Regions from separate parts of the Arabidopsis thaliana genome. Here region 2 is linked to region 1. The links are chromatin contacts, called in public ChIA-PET maps. All regions are on one chromosome and are shown on one strand. The core of a region is the stretch at or near the end of the contact, and the rest is flanking DNA. Distances in the headings are between cores, read along the strand shown. Region 1 holds the start of AT5G40300 (Uncharacterized protein family (UPF0497)). Region 2 holds the start of GRXC2 (Glutaredoxin family protein).

Region 1 (3,920 bases), core at 1,399-3,898:
GGTTGCTTGAAAAAGAAAGTTATACTGATGGTGCTTGATCATCTCCGAAAAATAAGATGCATGCGAGGATATATTTAGTAAAGTATAATTGAAAATCGAATAAACATTATCTTTATTAGTGATTGTGGTGGTAATTTGGCATTCTTGTATCATCTATGTTACATGTAATTGTAACTCATGCATGGTTATGTACTTCATACGCGTCTGTGTAAGTGTAAAAAAGTTACTATTTTAGTAAGAAAATGTCAATACTTAACTTGACATATCTCTGACCTGACTTAGATATACTGACTTCTTAAAGTTAAATGTAAGCATCTAAAAGCAATCGCACTAAATCAAAAGTTTAAGGAGAAGATAGCATCATATAGCTTTTCTTAGAACTATATAATAAAAAGTGAAATAGATAAAGTGATGTATAAACGAGCATTCGCACCATCTTTTAACAAGATGGAATATTCTCCACTATATAAAATAAAAGTTTCTTCTAAAAATCAGAAACTGGACCCGTTTAGGGTCAAGGATACAACTTCTGAGAGTAGACAAAATGAGACTTTTTGTCTCGAGCTTGCGCTTGTTTAGTTTAGATGGACCGGAGTGCACATAGAGCATAACCGGAAGCCAATGAGCAGAAGGCGAATGCGACAAAGGAGACGTAAGACAGTGCGACAGATGCTCTAGCTAAGTCTGGGAACTTGTCTGCTCCCCAGTTTGATTGCCAATCATCTACGCGGATCGAAGCTGAAGTTGAAGCTGATGCAAGAAGATAAGCTAGCATCTGCAACATCCATATATCATTTTAGCGGGAACATAGTTGAATTCAAATGCAAAAGACTATATAAGCCATAGCCACACTAAACTTTAATGGATCAGTAAGGAGGTAACATAAATGATATGTCATCAAACAGAGACTAATACTAAAATTATGTACAAGAATCAGATAGAATTAGCTCAAATGATGAAACCAATCACATTTGATAAGGATGAAGTCGATTAGTATTTAGAAAAGACCAATCAGATTCACTAAAAACTCATCTTCTTTTTAGTTCTATCACATCAAGTTTCAATTTGGGTATTCACTAAAAGAACAGAGTATACAATCACAGAGAGGCAGAAGGAACATACTTGATCAAGACCAAATTCCAAGAAATGTCGCAGGTTATGTCGTGATCTTCGGATGCTAGTAGATAACAGGTATACAAGATCACATATCATAAAACCAGAGTAGACAAAACCAATCACATTCGCAGCCAAACAGAACCTGCAACCAAAAATGCCAAACAACATACACAAATAAATCAAACGCAAGAAAACATTTGCAAGAAATATTAGCAGTTAAAAAAGTAATCCAGGAAAAAGTGTTACACTTTAGCTAGAACATGTCATTAGATAACTACATAAGCTTTACACACATCCGTGGCTAATTTCATCAGAAAGCTTCGAATATACACAGAGTGATTTAAACCAAATCAGAGTAATCTAACCAAATATGTCTGACTTCAAATGTAAATCAAAATCTAGTTTTATTACTGGTCATTGGATAACTTTCTCAGCTTAAACGACTTTAAGAGAAAGCTTCAAATTCGATACAGTGATTAAACCAAATTTAGCCAAATACATTCGACCTCAGATGAAAATCAAACCTAAACCTAGTCTTATTCCTGGATAACTTCATTAGCTAAAACGACTTCTATAGCTAGTTTCAAGAGAAAAGCTTCAAATTCCAGACAGTGATTGAACCAAATCAGAGTCTACTCTAGCCAACTACACTTGATCTCCGATAAATACAAAACCTTAGATGACTTCATTAGCTTAAATTTCAACAGCTAATTTCAAGGTAAAAACTTCAAATTTCCCACAGTGATTAGACCAAATCAAAGTCATCTAGCCAAAAACACTTTGAGCTCAGATTAAACCAAACCTAAACTAAGATAAAAAGGTACTAACATATCAATCTAGGAACCATTTTAAAGCTAATGATCCTTCAAAACATGTTCAGATACTAAGAAAGTTTGAAACTTGAACCTGAATTCTTTGTAGTTGTAGAAAGAATCATGAGCCCATCCTTTATCTCTATCAGAAACCATTACAGAGAACGAAACAAGACACGAAACAAACGCAATAACCCTAAATCCAAGTAGAGCTTTCCTAATCAAACTTGCCCATTTCGATTCACGCGGAGTAGAAGAAGAAGAAGAAAAGCTCGGTCTCAATTGTCTCCTACTCTCGCTGACTTTCTTCTCCTCCTCTCCGTTAGTAACCCTAAAAGGAGTCTCCGTCTTGGCCACAGAAGGAGTTGGAATAATCGTGTGAGGAGAAGATCCATGGCTATCGGGGATTGAAGAGAGGGTTGGTGAATCAGGAGGTGATTCAATCGTTGTTTGTGGTAATGAATGAAGTGATGATCTTGAAGACATCTCGAAGTTGATTGGTGAAGACTGGTCTTGTTTCTCTTGTTGTTGCTTCTTCTTCTTCTGAAATTTCTGGGTTTTTTCTAATTCTTCCATTTTCGTAGATATTTTGTGGGTTTTTAAAAATTAATTTGAGTTTGTTTGACAGCGGAAGTGATGAAGTAAGCTCTTCTTCTTCCACCTTTGGTCAATGGACACAAATGAGGAAGAAGACGAGAAAAAGACTTACTTTAAAAATAAGTGTTTGCAAAAGGACTTGGTTTCTTTGGTTTCTTGCAACTTTAACCTAAACTATTGTTTGAAACATATAATCCCATTTTCTTCCGATTTATTGGTGGCGAAAGTGTTATTAAAATCATCAATTTATTAAAAACGTTGATTTAAATTCTTAATTCTCGATAAAACGAAATAAATAAACTTGAGATGAAAAGACTTACAGAAGATGCATCATGCACACAACCAAACATAGATAGTCGACGTGAAACAATTTAAGGAGATCAAATCTAAAAAGAAAAATATACATATAAAAAAGACGCAACATAAATTTTGAAACAAACTGATGATTAAATGATGCAGCATATATATTTTGGGCTTTACGTTGGTGTTTATGGACGTGGTACATTTGAATTATTAGCTTGTTTTAATTAGTAAAAAGGGGTTTCGTTCTAATGCCCGAAAATAATCTTCTAATTGTTTATTTAAAGGGATTAGGATTAAAAGATTTGGTGTTTATCTCAAGTCTCAACCCTCCTATGCATCATTCTTCGTATTATTAACTTGTGGAATAAGAAACGAACTTTCGAGCACGGGAAAGAGTATTTCCAAATTATCTAATGAGCTTTCAGGGAAGAGTATCGGGAAAAATGTCAAAAAAATCGTGAACTTTCAAATTTGGGACGTAAAAAACCTGAACTTTCAAAAAGACATTTAAATCCTAAAGTTTATTTTGACTTTTGATAAAATGATCAAGTTTTGTTGACTTGGCCAATTAGGGCTTGTCGTTAATTTTCCGTCAACAAAACAATCACGGTGTTAACTTTTCGTTAGAATCTCCGTGAAATCAAAACGACGTCATTTTGGACATTAGAATATAAGAAGGAAAATTTGCTAACAAGGAGAGTCGAACAACTGACCTTTTGGACTTATAAGAGACACTCAACCATTGAACTACATTAATATTCTTGTATTATGGTAAACAGAGCATGTATATATATATATATATAATGTAAAAAAATAACAGAAACCATTAGAATATATAATATTAAATATGTGAGTTTAAAATTATACAATCCTTTTCATTTAAATATATATACCATTAATACAATTATCACTTTTTCTTATAATGTAACTAAAATAATTTTTATTTATTTATTTTCTATCTAACTATTAATATTACATCAATTTCAAGTTAGAATAATTATGTTTTATATTTATCTAATATATATTATAATATAAATACAAATTAATTTATCCAAGTTTCAGTTTGTTTTATATAATTTAGAAATCAATAAT
Region 2 (3,850 bases), core at 214-2,713, 39 kb before region 1:
TAGAATAGTATTTAAATCTGTTTTAAAAAGTTAATTAGGGCCAAGAATTTATTAATTCTTTAGACCTACGGCTTTAGGCCACACCAAAGTACTGATAAGTCTCGTTGCAACATTAAATTCCATCACAAATTACTTCGTTTTTCTAGTACAACAAATCAATGGACCCAACCACAAATAGTTTTTCTTGAACGAACATTTAGCTTAAGAACTCTACACCACACGTTAAGGATATAAATCTACTAAGGAAAAACTAATTGATCAAATTGATTTTTAGTGTTTGCATGGACGTCTTAAACTATTTGTAAGTTGTAACTTCGTTTCAATTTTTTTAATAGTATGTGGTAAATGTTTATAAAATGGTTTCATTAACTAAGAACTAAATGGAAACAATGTTTGGGTCATAACTAAGGCCTTACAAAAAAAAAACAATGAACAAAACCAACAACTAAGACTAAAGACTGATCGAAATTAATATTTTTACTAAGGTCAATTCCGGGCTACGTTTGCTATATTTGATATTTGATTTAAAGTTTGTTCACGTAGATTCATTTTAGTTTTAAGTTTACATTGGAAAAAATCATATGATAAGTTTTTTTATTAACACATGATCATATGATATCTTGTAAGTAAAATTGTTTTGGTGTTATTCGTGTCAATCTCTCAAAATATTACTATATATATGTGGAAATTTAGAAACATAAAAAGTTCAAAAATGCTTACATGACGAAACATATAATCTGAAAGATTGATTTCTATCACAGCCTAATTAATTTGATACTTATATCTTTTTTTTTTTTTTTTTTTTTTTTTTTTTTATACTTATTTTTTGTCAATCCATATCTTATATCATTTAAACAATGTTTAGAGAATAGTTTTTGCCAGAAAATCAGCTATGCAGTTTGGAGATATGGGACAAACGTACAATTACAAAAGTTTAGAGAACTAGCAAGTAAGAAAATATCAGATAAAATACCATATATGGATCTCTACATTGGGTGATCGTAAATTGATGGCCTTGATTGATATTTGACAATCAGATTTCATAATCACCGGTTGAGTGCCCAAGCATATGATTGAGGTAAGAGCTGTACGAACACCAGAGATTTCGCGAGAAACAGAGACAATACATATTTACTTGAAGCAGAGTATTTTTAGAAGGATCTCGTTGCCTTAAAGAGAATGGTCCATTCTATCCTAGTAATTTGGTGGAGAGAAAAATTTTGACGGAAACTATTTTTTTGGGTGAAAATAAATTTTTGTAATTTTAGTTTCTAATTACATGTTTTCATTAAATAAAAGATAATTTAATCATTAAATTCGTGAAAAAATTGAAAAAAGTATTTTTATAAATCCCGCTTACAAAAATCAGCTGTTCTTGAATTAGCAAAGATTTCCAATTTAAACGTGCCAGACATTCACCAACCTGACGATCGAAAAATGATAGAAACAAGGCCCAATAAAGCCCATTAAACAAATCTAACGTTTGTTTTATTTTGAACCTTGATGACTTTTTGACTTTTGACTCGGTTTACAAATATCATCCATTTAGCGTTTTTATAAAGCCGACTGATTCGCTTCTCTTACTACTTCAATTTCATTTCTTTCTCCTCAAAATATCAGATCGATAACCAACAAGCGAAACTAGGGTTCTCTAATCTCGACGAAGATGGCGATGCAGAAAGCTAAGGAGATCGTTAACAGCGAATCAGTCGTTGTTTTCAGGTTCCTCTCTTCTCTCTATTCGCACAAAATTTCCCGCGATTCTCTCGATTACTGTTTGTTTGTGAATCTTCGAATCTGTGTTTTTGGCTTCTTTATATGGATTCGATTATGTGTGTTTCATCATGGAAATTTTATACGATGAACGATTCATGGATGTATCTAGACGCTTTTGTGTACCAATGGATGATTTTGAGTTATTTAATTGGTAATTTTTCTGGAATTTGCAGCAAGACTTATTGTCCATATTGCGTGAGAGTGAAGGAGCTTTTGCAACAATTGGGAGCTAAGTTCAAGGCCGTTGAGCTCGACACCGAAAGTAAATTTCGCCGATTTTTTCATCATGAATTCGTTTCATTTGCTGTGTTGATAACGTTTTTGGAATGGTATACTTGTTGTTCTATTGCTTGTTTACGGTGATTCGAGTTTAGGATTTTGTTTGATCCAAGGATAGTGTTTTGTTCTGGAACCCATCATCGAAAATTTCTCTGTTTTTGATGTTTTTGGAAACTTTGAATTGTTCTCTTACTTGTGTATCGAGGTTTGGATTTTGTTTATTGATCCAAGTAAAGGTTTCGTTTTGTAGAAAGTTCGCTGGAGTTCCATGTGTAGATTTTTTTGGTCCAAGCGTAGGATTTGTTTGTCAACACATAGTTGAAAATTTCTTTGTTTTCTATAGGGCCTCATGATCATGTGGTTTTATCTTCCACAAGTCAAAAAGTTTCAGAAAGCATATGATCATTACCCTAAGCAGTTATTGATCCAAGTATATGAGTTTTTGCATTTATTCAGAGTTGTAGATAAAATCCAGACTCAAGCATTGTTCTGCTATTTTTGAATAATTAAATGGTGTTGTTTAATACAGGTGATGGTAGCCAAATTCAATCAGGTCTCGCAGAATGGACAGGACAACGTACCGTGCCTAATGTGTTTATAGGAGGAAATCACATCGGTGGCTGTGATGGTAAGATGATTAGAGCAATTCCCTTCAAAACTTTTGTTTGTTTGTTTGTTTGTTAGCGGAGTGAGGACTTGTAATCTGTTATTCTAAACAAAAGTTTGTGATTTTCAATGTGTTGTAGCAACATCAAACTTGCATAAAGATGGGAAGTTGGTTCCGCTGTTAACTGAAGCTGGAGCGATCGCAGGAAAGACTGCAACAACTTCTGCTTAAGAGCACATCCATATGTGATTGCTTCTATCAAGAATAAAGAGGTTTGAGTCATAAATGTGAACTTGTTTCGTTGTCAAGTTGAAGAAATATTCTGTAATGTTTTTAAGATTATGGTTATGTCGAAGTCGGATTTGAACTTCTGATACATGATGTTATTATCTTCTGGCTATGCTTTTGGTAACATTTTGGGGTAAATAGAAGAAACTCGAGTCTTAGGCTCTCAGGCAAAATCAATTGAAGAGTGCACATAGGTCGTAGATAGAAGATTGAATATTGCTACAATCAAGAATCGGGACATTTTGAGGACCATAGAATAGATTAGTGAAGAAAAATAACCGAATACTATTATAATCAATTGTTCTTACACAATTTTTGTGTTGCGTTTGCAATGCATATAAGCCGAGAGATAAGAGCCTAAGAGCACATCTATTTGTAACTGTAACATCAGGAATTTAAAGGCCTGAGTCAGTAATAAGAACTTGTTTTGTCGTAAGTTTAGCAACAGTCTGAAATGTTTCAAATTGTGGTTGTGTCGAAGTCAAATCGGTTTTATCTTCCACAAGTCAATTATAGTTTCTTTTTTGAATGATAAAGCTTTCCATTTTGAATGAAAAACATATAGAGTTTATTTTTTACTGAAATTCTGATCATCACAATTTGAAAAAATCGTTGATTGTGAGCAATATAATCACACATAATATTCCCTTGAGAATCGTGCTTATTCTGTGATATATCTTCATATTCTACAAGGAACTGTTTGGAGACAAACAAACAGCCTAATACATATATAAGTCAAGTCCAACTTCAATTAGTATAAAGCCTTTTGGAAGGATTTCGAAAAAACAAATTTGTGGGGGTGTGGGAAGAACCTTCAATGTGACAAGATTAAAAAAGTTCCTTAAGAAGATTTAGCAAAAATAGCGGACTTCGAGTTTTTTTTGTGTGCATAAAAACCAA

The links. ChIA-PET counts read pairs in DNA pulled down with a chosen protein or histone mark.
Region 2: a contact with region 1 is called in an H3K4me3 ChIA-PET map of shoot, with 11 read pairs. The contact joins the promoter of GRXC2 here to the promoter of AT5G40300 in region 1. A contact is called at or near these places in 9 of 26 Hi-C or Micro-C datasets (callus, cotyledon, leaf and 3 more) and 1 of 2 datasets of contacts at active chromatin or transcription factors (shoot).

Annotation. Positions count from the first base shown.
Region 1 is chr5:16,109,362-16,113,281 of TAIR10.1, reverse strand. AT5G40300 (Uncharacterized protein family (UPF0497)) reads right to left here and starts at 2,648. Exons shown (of 3, transcript NM_123394.4): 1 at 2,023-2,648; 2 at 1,123-1,258; 3 at 223-775. The coding sequence starts at 2,504. The coding sequence ends at 581. It overlaps AT5G40310 (Exonuclease family protein), which reads left to right. Exons shown (of 6, transcript NM_001344320.1): 6 at 1-203. The coding sequence ends at 10.
Region 2 is chr5:16,146,869-16,150,718 of TAIR10.1, reverse strand. It overlaps GRXC2 (Glutaredoxin family protein), which reads left to right and starts at 1,463. Exons shown (of 4, transcript NM_123401.4): 1 at 1,463-1,722; 2 at 1,950-2,038; 3 at 2,585-2,683; 4 at 2,802-3,372. The coding sequence starts at 1,667. The coding sequence ends at 2,893.